Regions from separate parts of the Mus musculus genome. Here region 2 is linked to region 1. A link is a contact called in public HiChIP or PLAC-seq data. All regions are on one chromosome and are shown on one strand. Each heading gives the region's core, a stretch centred on a gene start, on an enhancer-like site or on the middle of the called end of the contact. The rest is flanking DNA. Distances are from core to core; before and after follow the strand shown. Region 1 has its middle 6.4 kb from the start of Gm39074. Region 2 has its middle 28 kb from the start of Gm26054.

Region 1 (5,334 bases), core at 892-3,391:
AAACTCTTTCCCATTCGTCTCTACCTGCACCGTCAGCACCCTGGAGAACTTTAACTGCTGCGTTCAGCCCATTACGTTGATAATTTTGGTTTTGTCCTACAAACCAAAGCACCCTTGTTTATTCTTCCTTGCTTTCCCTCCAATAACAAAGTCAATCTACTCCCTCACCCTCTGCCTAGCTTGCTCTTGAAATCAATAGCCTTGGAAATGTCAATGTATTCCTGAGTGAGCTGCTGGGGGTGGGAGAAGGGGGAGGTGAGAGCAGGAGCGGCGAGCTGACAAGCAGACTTCTGGCATCCCCAGGCAAGCAGGCTGCCCTCTGCAAGTCAGACCAGGCAGAGTCCTGGTCTCTCTCTGGGCTTCAGCACCTGGGCACACAGATATGGCTCTTTGGATAATGAAAATTCATATCTGTCACTGTCATAGTGCCTCCAAACCTCCAAGATGACTGCAGGAAGCTTTCAGCTCCTAATAGCGGCCAAGGAAACCCAATAATGTCCACACTCATTGTCTTAGTTGGATTTCTGTTGCTGTGGTAAACACCACGAGCCAAACCCAACTTGGGTTCATAGGGTTCACTTGCCTCTCACTTGCACATCTCAGTCCAGAACTGAAGGAAGGCAGCGCAGGGTAACTTTCATTTTTTCAAACCCTACTTTTAATGATGGTTCTTAAATGCCAGCACATTCATTAAAATACCACCCTCCATCTCTGTCTATGTGTCACCCGGTTACCTGATCCATGATGCCAGAGTCTGTGAGTCTTGGCTGAGGAGAGACATAGAGCTGACTATTGGTAAACCAGCTTTGAACCCAACAAGGTAACTTTTTTGGAATGTCAGTCAATTAGAGGGCCATGTGTCCAACTTGCTAAGTTATTCTCCACCGGTGGAATAAGCCAATTAAAGCTGAATTAGAGTATATAAAGGTTTACTGGGAAGCCACTGGGAGGCTGGCCAGGGAAGTCGCTATGGGGAGGGAGACTGAGGGGAGGGAGAAGAGAAAGAGAAAAAGAGCATGAGTGTGTGGAGAGAGAGAAAGAGGAGGGGGGGGGAATGCAGAGGTGGGGGGGGCAACCAAGATGTCTGGATTCTATAGGGAGGAGCATCTGGAGGAAGGAAAGTCCAGCCCCAGGCTGGAAAGTTCAGGGCAGAGATGGGTTTGCCAGGTAGGGACTGAGGGATGCTGGGGGAACCTGGAGGCCAGGGTCACCTTGTATGTTAAATATGCACTTCAGCTGTTTGTATGGGGTCTGAATCCCAACACAACTAAGACTTCAGTTTGCTTCCTGAAGAACAAGGTGCTAAGCCAGTAGTCAGAAGTTACTGCTTGAGGAAAGAGGTGTCAATACTGAGTGTTTACTGGGTGCTAGCCATGTCTTTAATACTATCCTCGTATTATTGTGACACATCCTCACCTATCCCAGAGGCTCAAGATCACCTTGAGTTCAGGGGGATAATAAATGGCCAGCCACACCAACATCAAGGCTCTAACACACACACACATACACACACACACACACACACAGTCTCTGTCCCCCTCTCTCTGTAGCTCTGTCTCTGTGCCTCTGTCTCTATCCTTCTTTGTCTCTCTGTCTTTCTGTCTCTCTCTCCCTCTCCCTCCCTCCCTCCCTCTCTCTGTGATCTTTCTCAGGCCTGTTTGCCTCATCCAAGGGCAGAAGGAAGGGGTGGAAGAGCATTTGAAGCTGAACTTCCTCTGAGTGTTAAAAGCATAGCAAGAGCCAGGCCTGAATTGTGCTTAGTCGTACTTTATACTTCAAAATAGTTGATGCTATTATAATCTTCATAATTATTCTGCTTTGTGTAAAACATTTGCTTTCAGACACTTCTGCCTTCAGCACATTTGTAAAAATATTTTTCTTGTTTTCACTCTGAAAACATGTAAAATAAATTCAGATAGAATATCTGTCTTCAAAGAGATGGCCATCTGGTTAGGGGAGTGGGCATGAGAGGAGGGGAAGAGATAAATGATAAAGTTCTGTCATCTTTATCACTTAGGAGGAGCAAAGAGGGGAGCTTCATGAAGCCTGGGGAAGTCTGTGGGGTCTGAACTGATGAAGGTTGAGAAGGAGGTGTCCCCCATGGGAGGGTATCAGGCTCCAGCAGCAGAAACAGCAGGTGCAAAGGCACTGGGGTGAGGAAGGGCTTGGGCCACTGGGGAAAGCTGCAGGCAGGTTGTGGCCTCTGAGATGAAGAGGGTTTGCTGAGAAATGGCTAGGGCTGGACTGGCTGCTGGCTGCACTGTGTTCAGAAAGTCTTCCTGGCTGAGGAGCAGAGATTTCTTCCTTGAAGACTGTGTGTGCGCATGCTCACTTGTGCATGGATGTGTGACTGTGTGTATGCATACATGCATGAGCATTTCTGTGTACCTGTTCAACCTTAGGTGTTGTTTGTCAGATTCTGTCTACCTTTTTCCTTTTGAGACAGGATCTTTCTCTAGCCTAGAGCTCACCAGGGAGGCTAGACAGCCTGATCAATGAGTTCCAGGGACCCTCTTGTCTCTGCCTCCCCAATGGGTGAATAGCACATTACCACACCCCCATTTTAAATTGAAAACCTTATTATTTTATTTTATGTGTATGGATGCTTTGCCTGCACGAATGTCTATGTATCATGTGACTGACTTGTGCCCACAGAGGCCAGAAGATGACTTCAGATCCTCTGGAATTGGAGTTACAGACAATTGTGAATCATCATGTGGAACTGAACTGAGTCTTCTGGAAGAACAGTCAGTGCTCTTAACTGCTGAGCCATCTCTCTAGCCTCCTGAGGTTTTTTTGTTTGTTTTTTTGTTTATTTTGTTTTTTGTTTTGTTTTGTTTTGTTTTGTTTTTAAGTGGGTTCTGGGGAATCGAACTTGGGTCCTCATACTTACAAGGTAAGCACTTTACTAACTGAGCCATCTTTCCAGCTCCCATTGAAGACTTTTGAATAGGAATGTTACACACTTGAAGTTTTGTTTCAGATGACTCTTGTATACCCTTTGTGGGATTTTGCCGGTAATGACTGGAAGTAGGGGAGGTGACAGGGGAAGCTACCAGACTGCCCCCCAGCATCCTTGACTGTTGATAGTTTGAATATGGTTGGCCCAGGGAGTGGCACTATTAGGAATTGTGGCTTTTTTGAGTAGGTGTGGCCATGTAGGAGGGAGTGTGTCATTGTGGGCGTGGGCTTTAAGACCTTCATTCTAGCTCCCTGGAAGCCAGATTCTCCTTGTGGCCTTCAGATGAAGATGTAGAACTATCAGCTCCTCCTGAACTAGGCTTGCTTGGACATTGCCATGCTCCTGCCTTGGCGATACTGGACTGAACCTGTAAGCCAGTCCTAATTAAATGTTGTCCTTCAAAGAGTTGCCTTGGTTATGATGTCTGTTTACAGAAGTAAAACCCTAAGACATTGAGTTTCTGAAGAGTTTTACCTACTGTTGGATTTTGGATGTGAAGTGTCTCCTACAGACTGGCTGGGAGGGGTGTCTTCAGGAGGTGGGTGCTCAGGAGGGAGCCCTGAGGGTCACAGCCCAGCTTCAGTTCCTGCCTGAACATTCTCTGCTTCCCGCTCTCCCCAGCTATCAGCAAGCTGTTTCTGCTCCCAGCATCGTGAAATTCCCCACTGCCCTGCCTTCCTCGCCATGATGGGCTGCATCCCCTGGGCTGTCACCCATACTACATGTCTCCCTTTCTGACGGACATTCTATTGCAGTCAGGAAGAAAGCCTCTGGTGACATTTGGCGACTTCCTCTCCTTGTCTCTTGCAGTTTTAGGTTGCTGTCTTTTTCTTCCTTAGTCATGGATTGGGGAGATCTAGAGAGACTGAGTCCCAAGTTCAATGTGATGAACACATCTTTCTTATTGTTGCTGTCTCCTAGAGGGCAATTAGTAACTGTGGATGAATGGATTCAGCCTTCTGCGTGGTTGTGCTGGCAGTGGTGTGGCCCCAAATGCCATGACTTGTCTGGACTTGTCTGGACTGAGCGTATTACCTTGACCTGGCCTTGGCATCATCAGAGGGGTTCCCTCAAGGATCTGTAAGAAGACTCTTTTCCCCAATCTCCACTCCCTTTAGAGAAACCCCCTCTATGGTGAGAGACAGGCAGACAGAGCATTGACTTCTGGCCCTTGCTTCTCAAGATGCCTTAGGCTTGTGATACCCAGGGTCTTTCTCTCTCCGGACCTCAGCTTCAATAGCTGAGGAGTGAGGCCACTGGAATCTCTTTTGCTCTGGAAGGAAATGGAGTGAGGGTCGGAAGGTGCTCCCTGCAGGATGTGTTCCCATGTAAGGTGTTTGTGTATGTGAGTCTCTTTACCTAAAGGGATTGGACAGTGTAGCTGTAGCTGGCCACTTATTTGGTTACCTCAGGGACTTTGATATCGGCACCCAAATAAGATTTGGTGTCAAAATGGATCCCCTGCTTTGTTGCTGTATTAAAGGGTAATCAGGAAGAGTGTAAGGAGGCACCCTATTGGTGCATACAGCGAGCACACATTTGTCCAAATAAAGTAAGATGAAGTAATTACAAGCACGTATACACAGATACAAAGAGATTGTCCAGGGAGTTCCAGCTATTGCTTCCCCAGAATTACAAGCACATGGCATGATGCCTAGCTTCTTCTCATGAACTCTAGGACTCAGACCCACATGCTTGCACAGTGAACACCTCCTCGGGCCCCACCTCCTCCTGTTCTCCTCCTGAAGATTCTACCATGCTATCGCCTGCCAGTATTTCCGTGCTGCCAGGATTAGGCAAGGATTTATCAGATGAGACACCTGGCAGATGTCCAGAGGGCGCCAATCCCCACTGCTGCTCCATCCTGCCGCTATGCCAGCTTTCTAATCTGTATTAGAAAAACACGGTCTGGTTGATTGCTCCGTAATAGACTTCCACAACATTAGTGCTTGTCTCCCCTTATTCTAGCGCTCTCTGTGACATTTGTTTTCATTTTCAATCTCAGTTCAATTCAATTAGTTGCTTGTTTTGACTCAGGCACGAGGCTGGGCATGCGGGACAGAGGGTGGGAAGAAAAGGGTCACCCCTGCCTATAGGAGGATCACTCTGTGGGGAGGAGCAGGGGTATCAGTCAACCAACCAAGAGACCGAAGCCTAGATGCTGTGGTCATTTTGAACTGTAACCCTGAGATAGCTTAGTAGGTGAAGGGCTTGCTGTGCAAGTGTGAGGGCCTAAGGTTGATCTCAGAACACATTAAAAAACCAGCACGCTGACTTATGTTTGCAATTCTCTCCCCTGGGGGGTGGTGGTGGTGATGGTGGTGGTGGTGGTGGTGGATGTAGATTCCTGGAGCTTGCTAGCCATCTAGGCT
Region 2 (5,334 bases), core at 1,926-4,425, 210 kb after region 1:
AGAAGCTAGAAAACAAAGGCATGGTTATCCTTAGAACCTCCGTAAGAGGTGTGGTCGTGCCAAATTCTTAACTTTGAACTTCTGGCATTGAATATAGCAAGGAATTAATTTATGCTGTTTTGGCAAAGTTCATGTGTTATGGCAGTCCCTAACAACACACATAGTTCCCATGATGCCAGAGAAAAGGTCTGGGAATACACATTAGGCTCAGGTTCTTCCAACCCAGCCTGGGTATTGAGCAAGGTAGTATGCCATTTAGCACTGACAGATCTAAGAGTGTGGAGGTAAAAAAGCAACTCAATTGTCCTATGTTTTTAAAAATGCAGAAGGAACATGAATTAGAAGAGAGGAGGTGGGAGGGAGAGGAGAATGGAGCAGAGGACACCATTCAACATGTCCTCAGCATAGTAGAGTGAGGGAAGCAAGCGGCAAGTGATGCTTAATCTTCATTGCCATCTTGACGGGATCTTGAATCACTTAGCAGACATACCTGTGAGCACATTTAATTGGTGGGGGTGGAGGGGTGGCGAGAGACACCCTGCATGTGGGCGCCATCCCAAAGGCTGGGTCCCTGGACTGAATAAAGAAGAGAAAGAGGGCAGTGCTCCAGTATCCATTGCTCTCTATCTCCTGGGACCACATGACCAGAAACCTCTCACTTCTGTGACTACACCTTCTCGTATATATATAACTGTAAACCAAAGTAAATCTTTTTAAAAAATAATTAAGTTGCTTTTTGTAGATATTTTGTCCCAGGTATGAGAAAAGTAATACTTGAGGGTTGGAAGTTTACATGGACAGAGGTTCTAGGAGTTGAGGGCTAGAGGGGAAGGAGGTTCATCTTGGAATCAGCGAGGGGAATTCAAAGGTTTCTCCAGAAGGATTCTACAGCCTGACAAAAACCACCTTTCAGTTGTCTGCTTTTCCAAGACTGGATGACAGCTCTACCCATGCAAGAGGAGTGGCGTGTGTGTGTGTGTGTGTGTGTGTGTGTGTGTGTGTGTGTGTGCTGGCATTGTGGATAAAAGGTGTGTTTTATCCACAATGAAGAGTGACCCTTTTGTCCCAAAGGTAAAGGTGATCTCTGGACCATATATTCTTATCTAAGGCCTTTGTAGCTCTCAAAATAGCTTTCCAGCTGTGATCACATCTAACATTTGTTTAGTACAGATCCAGCCACCACAGCCTGACACTTTTTTCCTTGTTTTTATTCCTACCATAAGACTATGGAGTTACACATTACCCATATCCTTTTTTTTTTTAAAGATGTGGAAACAGACTCACAAAGGAAATAGAATTGGCTCCTATTAAATATGACACTCTAGTATCAAACTGATCAACTACTTCAGGATTTGAGACCAAGTTTTCTTGGGCCTCTGAAAAAGAATGTGGAATTTCTTTAATTCTGGAATTTATACTGGAGGTCAGAAGTTCATGACAATGTAGTTCTTTGCAGTCACCTTATTAAATAATTTGGATACTTTGCTTCAGCTTAGGGTACAAATGATGATGCCCTTGGCTGCAAAATGATTCCCATGAAAGCACTGGATAGAGTGACCCTTTTGTTCCAAGGGGTCTCCCAAGAATGGGCAAACCCTAAGTCCAGTCTTGGCTCTGTTTGTGACAACGGCCTTGGGAAAGTCACTGAAGCCTTCAGCCTCAGTTTCCCTACTGGTAAAGAGAAAATAATTCTCCAATATCTAACTTACGGAGATTCTAGTGATTGACCCATATATAAAAAATGGTAAACTATGTAAAATCACATAAACTGTATATAGAAACTATATAGAAACATGTATAGGTAATTTTATATAACAAAATGCCATAAACCACATATTCTATAAGCATGTTGAAGAGATGACAGGTTTCATTATTTTTATGTACCTATTATTTTGTATTTATTATTTTTACATTTAAAATCTTATTAATTTGTATTTATTAAATAATAAATTAATAAAATTATTAAAATTTATTTACTAACTGTGTATATGTTATGGCACATGCTAATGGAGGTCAGAGGACAACTTGTGGGAATTGATTCTTTCATTCTACTATGTGGATCCCAGGTATTGAATTTCGGTAATCAGGCTTGGCAGCAATCACCTCTAAACCACCTCACCAGCCTTCATCTTTGCTCTAAGTTCTTAGCCATAAGGAATGAATATTTGTTCCACAACATTTCATTAAGGACGATGATCCAGTCACAAAGAATTGTCCCTTATTATACACAGAAGATTTTTTTTTAAAAAATGTGCTAGTGTAATACATTAATATTGAATTTTAAATCTTTGGCTGAACAAGCTGAAAATGAAGTAAACAATTGCAGCTACTTTGACTCAATCAATAACCCTCCATACTTCAAGATAAGTAGATTTTATTGGTGACTTTTTTAAAAGCATGCGCGTAGGTAGAGATACTGCTCATAATAGCGGCTTTTCTTTGAGTTAGAGGCCATCTTGGCTCTGGAAGGCAACACCCCTGAGCACCTGCTCCCCTCTGGGCTGGAGGTCTGATGACAGGAGGCCAGGGAAGCAGGTCAGACACACTGACAGGTGTAGCAGGATTCAAGTTGTAAATAACTCTGTAGATGTTAGCGAAGGGGACGGGTGGCATTTGAAATAATAAGCACGCTTTCCCTGGGCAGTCACTCCTTCTAACCTTCTGGAAAATTACACTGACCTGCATCTTAGAAAGGGGCATTTATCAAATGGAGATAGGCTTTCCTTGTGGAAAGCACGGAAAGGTGGGAGGCATGGCATGGGGCGGGGCATAGAGACCCTGGGGTGAGCCTGTGAGCTTGGAGTTGCATCCTCTGTGAAACCATATGATTTGGGGAAGGCTGGTCACGCAAGGGGTGAGCCAGACACTGACTCAGTGCAGCGTGTCATAGCCACCTGAGGATAAGGACCCTGCTGTTGGAACCTTGCATCTCTGCATCTTCCCACGTTAAATCAAAGGGAGAGTCCTGCTGTGCCTGTCCCTGTTTAAGGATTTTGGAAATGAAGCCGCTCCCCCCACCCCCCCGCCTCTCTCTCTCTCTCTCTCTCTCTCTCTCTGTGTGTGTGTGTGTGTGTGTGTGTGTGTGTGTGTGTGTTCTGTGTCTGAGGGTATGTGTGGGGGTTAGAGGACAGCCTTGAGTGTTGTGGTTCCTACCTTAGTTTTTGAGAGGCTCATGGCTGGAGAGGAAGCCACAGGAATCTTGGTGCCTCCCTCTCTCTGGCACTGGTATCATAAGCACAGCTGCTACCACACCTGGCTTTTCAAAATTTATATTCTGGGGATCAAACTCAGGTCCTCACGGTTGTGGAACAAACACTTTGACCACAGAACCATCTCTCCAGCTCCTGTTTTTGATATATTTTAAAAACACAGGCTAGTCAACCATGCAAGGCTCAGATTAAATGAATCCCTTCATGTCATATCAGGGAATAAGTTTGTGACCTTGGACATAATGAACTTATTTGATACAAATCCCAGCAGAGAAGGCTTTGTAGCCACAGTAGAGAGCCAAGCTCTTTAAACAACAGGCTGCAACCCATCAGGGGATTGTGGTGTTAACACTACAGTACATGCTTTTTTTTTAAAGGAACAAAATAGAAAGTGTCAGAACGTATCTCATATGCAGAACAAGAACATAAGGGCAGAAGGACCATACAGCTCAGCTTCCTGAACTGTTATGGTGGCCTCCAAGTGTGCTGAACATGAGAGGACAATTCACAGTTCCGGGTAACCACAATAGTTCCTTCCTTAGACTCATCCTGTTTTTGGAACTCATCTGTACTCCACAGCTTCTTCAGTACAGAGCTGCTAGCCAGTTGATGGCAATGGAAATTCTCTTTCTAGGCGATTCTATGTTATTTGCATTCATAATTAAAACCAACCAACAGAGGTATACCCTTTCATTTCACCTATAAAGGCACAATGCTTGTGGTCAGGAGTCAGCATTTCATAGATTGTGAGCACAGGGGGAGCTAGTTTCCACCTGGTCCTGAGCTTTCCTGCTTGGAGCCATGGGTGAATGAATGCATAAGGGACTGACAGCTTTCTTCCTGCTCCATTGCTTCTATCTGATGAGAACCCCTTCTCTTGTGAGATGTAATGATTCCTCTCGCCCCATCACAACATTTAATAAAAGAGAAGTGATAGCTCAGAGAGGTTAAGTGTCTGTGGACAGAGACTTGAACGATGTCAGAAGTAATTTCTGTCTATCTCTCATCTTTGGCTCTTGGCTATATATTAGCATAAAGCTTTATGCAGCTCCCTCGAGACACACAGGCTGCCTCTCTCAGATGGAAAATATGGCTGAAAACACATATGCATACTCACCTTCTCTCTTATTTCATTGCCCAGCTTCAGTGATCAGCAGAGATTGTTCTTGTTTCCTTTTCCTGGCTGACTAAGGGTGTTACAAGGCAAGGCCATCGCAGCTGCAGCAGGAGGATCGTGAGTGGAGAATCAGACAGAAATGATCCCTAGTGTAAGGGCGTGTTGTGGGTGCTAGAGAGATGGCTCAGTGGGTAACAGCACTTGTGGCTATTAAAGAGGCCTGGAGTTTGATTCCGAGCACCCACATTAGATAGTTGCATGTGACTCTAGCTCCAGGATATCAGGCACTCTCTTCCACCTTCTGTGGGCACCTACACCCCTGTAAGCACATGCACACGCACACTCACACATGTGCACACATGCACGAATTAAAAATGAATGAAAAGAGCCTATTTTTATTTGCAGTGCCTCCTTTTCTCAGGTGCTTCCCACAGGTCTGTGTTTGTTCATCTGACAAATGTTTCCTCTATTTATTCTTTCAAGCAGTAGTCAATGACCACTGGAAAGGTACCTGCTAGGTTGTAATCTGTGATTTGATTTTAAACCATTGAGTGAAACGTCACTAGGGATAAGGAACAGAGGATAATGTGAGCAGGCAGAAGAAGAGCACATCTGTGCTCTGAGTGCCTGCTGTGATGTCCTGAAGCTGCTTCCGTGTCTCCCTTTACCAGCCCAGATGTTCCATCACCGCAGAAATGTTACATCAATGATCATAAGATCTTAGAGTAAATGAGAGGGGTAAAAACGCTGGTTCTGAACTCAAGACTCTTGAGTTCAAATTTTGCATTATTACTCATTTTCTTTTTTTTTTTAAAGATTTATTTATTTATTATATGTAAGTACACTGTAGCTGTCTTCAGACACTCCAGAAGAGGGCTTCAGATCTCGTTATGGATGGTTGTGAGCCACCATGTGGTTGCTGGGATTTGAACTCCTGACCTTCGGAAGAGCAGTCGGGTGCTCTTACCCACTGAGCCATCTCACCAGCCCTATTACTCATTTTCTGAA

Evidence for each region. HiChIP or PLAC-seq counts read pairs in DNA pulled down with a chosen protein or histone mark.
Region 2: an H3K4me3 HiChIP or PLAC-seq map of the 230-238 cell line shows a contact between it and region 1, with 4 times the contacts expected there. The contact joins two enhancer-like sites. A contact is called at or near these places in 4 of 484 Hi-C or Micro-C datasets (embryonic stem cells, nephron progenitors and pre-B cells) and 2 of 115 datasets of contacts at active chromatin or transcription factors (the 230-238 cell line and fibro-adipogenic progenitors).

What each region holds. Positions count from the first base shown.
Region 1 is chr7:116,708,635-116,713,968 of GRCm38.p6, forward strand. No RefSeq gene overlaps it. Among named protein-coding and RNA genes, the nearest start is that of Gm39074, 6.4 kb to the right of the region's middle. Within about 2 kb of position 2,142, at least 6 of the 459 cell types and tissues checked have an H3K27ac peak or open chromatin away from gene starts, as enhancers often do. A contact at or near this core is called in the 230-238 cell line, where this site is marked.
Region 2 is chr7:116,921,591-116,926,924 of GRCm38.p6, forward strand. No RefSeq gene overlaps it. Among named protein-coding and RNA genes, the nearest start is that of Gm26054, 28 kb to the right of the region's middle. Within about 2 kb of position 3,176, at least 4 of the 459 cell types and tissues checked have an H3K27ac peak or open chromatin away from gene starts, as enhancers often do. A contact at or near this core is called in the 230-238 cell line, where this site is marked.